Linked DNA regions of Gadus morhua: region 1 is linked to region 2. A link is a contact called in public Hi-C data. All regions are on one chromosome and are shown on one strand. Each heading gives the region's core, a stretch centred on a gene start, on an enhancer-like site or on the middle of the called end of the contact. The rest is flanking DNA. Distances are from core to core; before and after follow the strand shown. Region 1 holds the start of bcl6aa (BCL6A transcription repressor a). Region 2 holds the start of tprg1 (tumor protein p63 regulated 1).

What was found. Hi-C and Micro-C count contacts between places; a contact is called where the count stands out from the background.
Region 1: a Hi-C map of blood shows a contact between it and region 2, with 8 times the contacts expected there. The contact joins the promoter of bcl6aa here to the promoter of tprg1 in region 2. A contact is called at or near these places in 4 of 6 Hi-C or Micro-C datasets (blood, gill, gonad and 1 more).

What each region holds. Positions count from the first base shown.
Region 1 is chr12:12,147,981-12,152,502 of gadMor3.0, forward strand. It overlaps bcl6aa (BCL6A transcription repressor a), which reads left to right and starts at 1,561. Exons shown (of 10, transcript XM_030372202.1): 1 at 1,561-2,240; 2 at 4,327-4,501. The coding sequence starts at 2,210.
Region 2 is chr12:11,989,123-11,993,626 of gadMor3.0, forward strand. tprg1 (tumor protein p63 regulated 1) reads right to left here and starts at 2,648. Exons shown (of 6, transcript XM_030372235.1): 1 at 2,442-2,648; 2 at 1,733-2,144; 3 at 1,367-1,458; 4 at 229-405. The coding sequence starts at 2,131.

The DNA of each region.
Region 1 (4,522 bases), core at 311-2,810, 160 kb after region 2:
TGTGTGTGTGTGTGTGTGTGTGTGTGTGTGTGTGTGTGTTGGTTGGGGGGGTGTTTGTGGAGTGGTGTCCGTGTGTGTGATGTTTGTGTGTGTTTCCGTCTGTCTGTGGAAAGGCCTGCCCTGTATGGCATTATCACGTTATAAACATATCAATATACAATGAAGTGCAAACAGTCTATTAGGTGGAGATCTAGAGTATGCACATATTGAATGACATTTCATATATTAAGTGTGTAAAATACATCAGCGTGAAACTAGATGGATCTCAACTCACATTTCATTTTACTACATCCTTTTACATGACGGCAATTCCTCTTTAAACATTAAAAGGTCATTGTCACTTTTTGTGAGGGCAAGTTGCCACAAATATTTGGAATGGATTCAACGTATTACAGATCCATATCACTGAACGGGGAGCAGACATTTGTACCAAACACGTGTTGTGTATTTTTAAGGTCAGGGTTTTTCTTTGGTTTGAGGTCAGTGTGAGGAAGAGTGTTTATGAAACTAGCGGTAATATCCTTGCTGTGTAAATAGGAACTGATTACTAGGGGGGTCGATATCTAAATGACTACATATCTGTTCCTATTATATGGTTACAATAGAGGTTTCTCAAGTAGACGTCTAGAATCTAGAGCTTTCTCATTCGCAGATAAAAAACACTGTCCACTACATCTCTTTATAACTTCTGTTCTGCAATCAGATGCAGGCCCATACATCACATCAGATCATGTTATGTGGTAGCCTATTGTTTAAAACATAAAGCTATAATAAAAAATTAAAACAATAATTTCCTTGGATGACAAGAGGTCCTGCTTGCATAGATAGATGCACATAAACCAAAAATATATAAGATACATTTTATATATAAACCATACAACTTTATTAATCCCAGGAGGGAAATTCAGGTTGGAAATTAACACTTTGTCAACTGTACAGTCATTAATAATATCCACTAATAATAGTAGTAATACTAACTACACAACAGCAAATGAGATTGTACAGTTAGATTTAAGGGAAGTCAAAATCAACAGTTCTGTTTGTCGAGGAAAAATGATGGCTACGAAAACAATCAGCCCCAAACGTCCCGTCACTTTATACAGCTACTATGTTCAAGAAAAGTATGTAATAAAGTTGTTATTGGTATTCCACACTTCGAACTGGTCCATCATGGTAAACGCATTCTTTGCTTTAGAGCATGCTAATACTAATGTTACTTAATAACATAGTATTACTTATTATATAAAACTGCAGAGGACGTTGTCATTACATGAAATAGTCAGAAATAAAACATCCACAACCCAACGCTACAGGGGAGGATGAGACACAATAAGTCTTCACACACTGCAGGCCAGCAGGCCAAATTAACTAAACGGAAATCAGTAGTCCTGTTTGACCCATAAAATGAAGAAAACATGAATGATCTTCTCTTACAATAAGTCCGTGACGAGGCCCGGGTGAAATAGTCCAAATGTCTACCTGCAATCTATTGTACAACATTAAAATATCTGTAGAAAAATAAAAGCTCTTAGAATAAGTGAGAGTGCTCCGATGCGGAGGAGATCCCGGCTATGAACATGTGGTGAGGTGTAACGATGTTATGGTGTCTGCCTCGGTGCGTTTGGACGGGGAGGAGAGCCCTGACGGACAACATGTTTATGTCACGGAATATGAATCGGTTCTGAGAATTCTGGAGGGCTGGGCTTTAAAAGGACGGGGGATTGTTCGGTCCCAGGGTCCGAACGTACTGACCAACCACGTCTCCGTATTGACATGTTGGGCGGTGCTTATCTCCGTTCCCAACCAACTGCCGATTGGCTGTAGCGTTGCGAGGCCGCGCCCACCGTACGCCCGGACCCTGGGCCCCGAGCGACGCCCACTTTGAGGGACTTGTGTAAGTAGCAAGCATGCGCCGTCGCCTGGACTCCACCAAACGTAGGGGTGCGCTGTAACTATTTCACCGATAACAGTGTCAAAACTAAACTGCCACAACTCAAACTCGGTCGTGTCATCCACACCATCGCCGTCACCAAACCACACGCGGCTGGTATATAAACAAACACCGACGCGACGCAGCGGTCGTGGCATTCGTGGTGGTGGAAAAACCGTCTCTCCCCCCCCTGCCGTGGACAAAGTGGTACGGTCCCGGGCTCAAATTCCGAGAATTGAGCTGCTCTGATTCTTAGAACTGGGCTTCTTAGAAGTGGTGATGCAAGAAGTTTCTAGGAAAGCGCTACCAGGTGACTTTAAATTTCTTTTTTTTTCTCCAGGTGACATTTACAATTTTCCCATTTTCCAGTCTTAACCCGCTTTCTCCTCGCTCTCGGATATAAATGTTATGTTTTTATTTTAGACATTTACAGACGCGGTTGTCCTGCAATAACGTGGCGTGTGTGTGTGTACGTGTGTGCGTGTTTGTGATGTGTGTGTGCCAACACACAAACATCCACTCACCAGGGGGAGAGAGGAGCAAGGGGGCGATGGGAGAGTGTGAGCGGTGGTGTGTTTGTGTGCGTCTTGACAGCGGGGCAGATTAGGCACCACAGACCCGTGCTGAATGACATGCATTTTAAAACGAACAGCGCTGTGTGTGTGTGTGTGTGTGTGTGTGTGTGTGTGTGTGTGTGTGTGTGTGTGTGTGCGTGTGTGTGAACGGGTCTCAGCCTCAACGCGATAATATGCTAGAACACACAGGGGGGAGAGAGAGGTTATCGGGATGTGAGGGGGTGAGAGTTCTGGGGGTCTCCCTCTGAGCTGTCCGCGGGACCCCGACGCGTGGCCCCGTCCGAACGCGGGCTCGGTAGATCAAACGCGCCAAGCGCGTTTGATCTACCGAGCCCGCGTTCGGACGTGATACAGTGTGGGACAACGCAGTTGTTGCGTTATTGTTGCGTATATCATTCCTGTGTATTGGGAGAATTATTGTTGTGGTGGGGTCGTGCGGGAGGGAAGTGTTGTCGATCCGCGATGATGTTGTTATGTCAAAACGTCCACTTATCCGTGATGGGTGTGAAGGGCTGACGGTGTGATACTCAACACGCTGTTGGTAGTTGATATCGTGATGTAGGGGTACAGGAATGTTCCCCTCGCGCTCGGAGGAGGACGGCGTGTTTGTGAGGTGTAAAGTTGTGTGTGGAGTGTGTGCGGGCATGGTGTTAAGAGTTGTGGGCGACATGTGTGTTCGCTACTTGTTTCCCCAGCAGACTTCTCGGTGTAATAATTGAAAACATGCGTTTTGAATTGGTGGTGTGGTGCACGTTGCACGGGCTGTTCGCGGGCTGGGTGGGGGTAAGGGTGGAGGTTCGGGTGGGGGTTCGGGTGCCGCTGCAGCTGGAACTTTATTTTCGGGCGTGTCGAGTCCCCGAGGTTTTGGCAGCGAGTTGTTAATATTTCCCAGGCCGATATAAATCATCTTCAGTGTGGAATCAACACAATGTTAATGGAGCCTTTCGGGCTCATGCTGTCGTTTTAGGAATTTCGTTACATAATAGTAGATGTTATGATGGGATTTTATTGTATTGGGTGTAATTGGGAGGCCTTATAATAATGATAATAATATTAATAATGATAGTGATAATGAAAGTTATTTTCAGTTGCAGTTTTTTAAAAATTATTTGTTAGGTTCTTATTTTGTTCAAATAACCTAAAAGGAACTTGTGTTTCAGTCTGTTTAAATGTGAGAAGCTGGGGTATGTTGTGGTTTTGAAAGTGAAATGCAAGTCTTGTGACTTTCTCGTGCCGTTGACTTTCGCTGTATAATGAGATTTTATTTACATAATGGATTTCAATTACTTCCCGAGAATGTGATGAGTTGAGCTGAGATTTTAGAGTCACTCACAGGCCTTTTAAAACCCAGAAAATGCATTTTGTGGTGTTGTTATAAGGGATACAAATATTAAATTCACTCAAAAACCCGTGAATTAATATGGTATACATTTATTAAAACGAAGACTATTACCTGCACTTCACCTATGTGTTGTTACTAAAAGTATTTCTGTAGCCTAATTTGTCTTTTGTAAACGCGTTAAAGTACAGTGACAGTTGAAAGCGGCTGAAGGCGTCACCGTGAGAGCGGTGTGTTCTGGTTATTACCTCAAAGCGTCTAGACGCTGTTTATGTAATAAATGGCGCCGCCTTCTGGGCTAAGCACGGCAAGCCACCCAGAGAAAAATAATAATAATACAAAAAAGAAATATGGAACGCATTCTTGACTCCCAGATCAAGATATAGTTGACCATACAGCCCTCTAAAAAAAACGTCCAGACTGACCACCACAACAACAAAAAACAGCAACAACAGCGTTGTGCGGTGTCGTTCCGTCCGCAGAGTTCGACAGGATGGCGTGCGGCGCCACCGACAGCTGCATCCAGTTCACCCGCCACGCCAGCGACGTGCTGCTGAACCTCAACCGGCTGCGCAGCCGCGACATCCTCACCGACGTGACCATCCTGGTCAGCCGCCAGCAGTTCCGCGCACACAAGACCGTCCTCATGGCCTGCAGGTGGGTGCACCCTGTCCCCCC
Region 2 (4,504 bases), core at 1,398-3,897:
AATAAAACGTACGCAAATTAAACCAAACCCCTTTCAAGGCGTTAAATTTGACATTGTGGAACTTACAACTTTATAAGAGTATGAATACTTCAAGGGGGGACGCTGTAACATTATTCATAACATTACAACAACTATAACATTATTCATAGTATTAATATTATTGTACAACACTGATATGTTAGAATATTATTTGAATACATAATAGTTAGCTGTGCTTGGGGAACTCACGTGAGGAGGGAGTGTTTGGGGAAGCTGAAGTCTCCGTGGGAGATCCGGTCTATGCAGTTCAGAGGGATACGGTGGATCCTCTCACAGTTCAGCATCACAAAGTCGTACTTGCAGACCAGAAGGGTTCTGTCTGTCAGGACCACCACACGCTCCCGTTCGTTGTTCCAGTGGTCTACCCTGAGCAAAGAACACACACACACACACACACACAACCAAGAACAGAAGATCAGAAGACCAGAAGACCTGAGCGTCACAGGAGCAGAACCTCAGAGAACAATTACATCCTGAGACCGGAAGACCAGAACATCAGAAGACCAGAACGTCACAGGAGCAAACCAGCTCTACTATTTTTGCATATAAATAGGTTACAAGTTATACAAGATATTTGAAGTAATAATTGACAGTCATGCAGGGAGCATAGAGTAACTCTTGAAATGGGGAACAAAGTTTGAATGGGATGGCTGTTTGTTGGCCGGTATAAAGAGTGAAGTGCACTACTCGACACTCAGTAGCAGCACCATAAACAACAAAAGAATGAAACCTAGTTTTAACTTTTAGGTAAAATATCAATCAAGTTTGCCTTCCTCAGACCGTCTTGTGTTTTTAACCCAGACTTGATTCCAAAACTTCTGAATAAACACAGCCCTATTTCCCTCGCTGTCCAACTGCTTGGCCCACGACAACGGTAGGGTACCGATTCCCAGTTTGTTGACATGCAACAGGTTAGTCTGACGAACAGACAGCTGCCGGGTCAAACCAATGATACTCCCCGGGCCTCGACACCGTGTGTGCGTGACCTCTCCAGCTGGGACTCAGAGCCCACTAGCATCGCCACAGGTCTCTCCCTCAGGGATGTCTGGTGACCATAATGACGTGAAGATGAAGACTCCCATACATGTGAACCTCCTACACCGGTCCTCATGAATTAAGTGGAGAACGTTGCAGTACAGACATCCTGGTCCCGTTGCCCTGCTTTTACATCCCCGGACGAGAGGGACCGGTAACCCATGGCAACCGCAGCCTCCGCGCGCTGGACTGGTTGAACTCCCGACCTACGGGGTTTCTTAATCGACCCCGGACAAGTAGAAGCCAGGCTTTCGTTTGGTGAACTGGTGGGAGGACGCGGTCTGACACTCACTCTGCCATGAGCCACAGGCCCTGGACGGCGCCATCTTGGTCTTTGTCCACCAGGGCCGTGATGTCCTCGATGGCCTGGGTCAGGGTGCCGGGCTGCGGCGCAGCGAACCGGAAACAGAACCGATTAGAGGGCTTTTCACAATAAAACCTCTTCCAGCGGACACTCAAATACACACCTCTGCAGTTCATTGAAAAAATGGGATTCTTGCCCCTCTGATTTTGACTCGTCAAACAATAATACAGAGTTAAATTTGATAAAAGTAAGATCAAATAAAAGTGAATGATGTGTTTTTAAGGCCTTAGTTATATTAACTATTCATTTCATATCGACACTTTATTTTTCATAACAACACATTGATGTTCTCACCCTCAACACAAAGAACCTCTTCATCTTGAACTGGTCCAGGGCGGACACCCAACGGTTCCCAGCAGCCTGGGCCTGGAGCGGCGGGCCAGATACGGGGGTGCTGTTGGGAGGAGCTTCCTCGTCCTCCGGGCTCCCCATGGAGGGCGAGCCGGGCTGGTAACCTTCATCAACCGAAGGGGATTCAGGCGAGATCGGCTCTCCCAGGTGAAGGCTGGAGACTCCTTCCTCCTTATTGGATCCCAGATCCACGGTGGAGACTCCTTCCTCCTTGACTTCTCCCAGTTGAAGGCTGGAGACCCCTTCCTTCTCATTGGATCCCAGTTCTAAGGTGGAGACCAATTCCTCCTTGTCGTCTCCCAGGTCCACGTTGGAGACCCCCTCATCCTCGACGTTCATCATGGCTCTCGTTAGGCTGCGCAACAGGTTTGGTTGGGGAGAGGAATTCGCGGGTTTAACATACTTTTCACCTCAGTCTCTTATGCTGCTTTGCTAACATTTAGAAAATAAAATGTAAAGTGGGTTTATCAAAATCCTAAAAACACCCTTCCCACGGTTATTGCACTAAATGTTACATTCTGAACAAAAAGTAAAATCACTGTTGAAGAAACGCGGAAGGGTAGACGTTAAAATACCCTCAATCATTGGAACAGCTAACCCAGCTATGACCCGAATGAAGCCCGTTTATTGTCATGTTGTCTCTGAGGCTTACCTTTCTAAGCAGTATTATTGATCTTCCGCAGACTAAACGCACTACCGAGACGCAGAGAACAGGTGCTCTCTTCCGGGTTCCTGACAGCGGTTGACGGGGCGGGGACGGCCTGTTGCTCACTTTCGTTTCTCCAAGGCTCTGTTTTCTCCTGTTTTCATCACTTTCTGCACACAGCTCACGTGATTCCGGATGACCAGACTGTATCAGGATGTTGAACGCAATCGATTGGCCGACTGCCTCCGCCCAGTGACAGTGCATGTGTTTCTGGGTCAATGTCTAACATTACATTACACTTGGATTTATTTGCTATAGTAGGCCAACATTTATTTCCTCAGATATTTCTTGAGCCACTTTATAGTGAAGCCCTACTATTTTTTTAGTGAAGCCCCAAGATCTATATTTGCAGGTTTTATATTGTTTTTACTTGAATGTATAGTTTGTCTGACTAGCTGGCTGTGTCTAGATCTGTAAACGGTTATCTTTCTGTTAACAGAAGCTATTCCCCCCCCTGGAAGAGTAGGCTACCCCAAAAGTACCTACTGATATGGTCCTTTCTGGTCAGGTAGGGAATAGTATTGAATTCAGTCTTCGATTTTACTTAATTTCATTCAATGTTAATGTTCGAATAAAAAACCCTAACCATTTTATTGTAAAAACACTTGCGTTTTATTATATTCACTTTTTGTTCTGAGATTTGCTGCTATTAGCCTACACCTCAAATTTGATCTGATATCAAATGCCAACATCGAATAAAATGAAATACTACCTTGAATGTCACAATGGTCTTACGTTTAAAATATTAGGCGTATGGTCGGTCTCATCAATAAAACAAGGTACGGTTATCGGTTGTATTTTAAGCATTTCTCCAGCGCTATAAACCACACTTTGTTCTACAAGCTTAAATTCCCAGTTAAATAAACAATGGTGAAAACACATGCACACACATACACAAACAGACACACACAAACGTTCGTCAAAGGCGGTATTTTCCGGGATTATTTTTAAGATTAGGTTCCTCCTAAAATTCCAAATCAGTCCATCAGCGCTGGAACAAAGTGAAACGTCGACGCAGATTCCCCGTCTAACTCTGGAAAATGAAGACGGAAATATCGCCTTTGCACGTCTCCCACCGTTACTCTAATTCCTCCTGACAGCGTGTAGTGTTCTCGACGCCTTAACACACACGTCTGTCAAGCAGCCATTCTTGGGCCTTACTAGAAGTTTAAAAGCCATTCATTTGTAATCTGGGCCCATCCGAATAAGGTTGACAGCTTTCGAAAGATTTTCCTTCAGTGCTTATGCTAGGCTATAAGCTACTCCCACGTAGCCTACTGACGCGCTGCTTTTAGCTAAATGCACAGGATTCAATAATGGGATTTCCATGACTCCGCTAAGCCATATTTAGATGTCACACAATGAAACCTTTAAGAATGATTGTATTCGCCTTTTACTGTACAAGTGTATTGCTGAATTTGTCTTGCGTGATTAGAAACCTAAAACCAAAATCAACCAATCTCACTTTTCTGATCCGAGTTTCTTTGCCGCCATTGTGATATTTTGAACATCATCCAAAGTTTAATTCACCATTAAACGTGTTGCGCAAACACAACTTAAAAAATCTCCTGTGGCCTCATACATAGGCCTACAAGTATTAATTAAAGTATAATTAACTCAAGTATCATCTCCTTCTCTGTATCTAGGCCGAGTAATCATCTGCTCATAACCACTAATGAGTTAACCGGCACTGATTAGAGTAACGCTGAGAAGTTTCTGAAGTGGGGGATTTAATCGTTCAATAACACAAGAACTACTCATGTGTGATGTGTGAAGTCCACTCATGGCTGAGGCCACGCACCTCTGATCGCTAAGACCCTGATACAGATGTTTGATTCGACCTCCGATTTATGTTCGGGTGGAAAAATGTGCATGAATAGACTCACATCAAGAATCACTTGTTCAGAGTTCACCTAGACTCTGAATAGCCTGCCCTCTTACGCAATTATTGTACGTTGTACGTTCTGGCAATTAATGTACACACTTACTTATAGTACTTGGCATTGTAT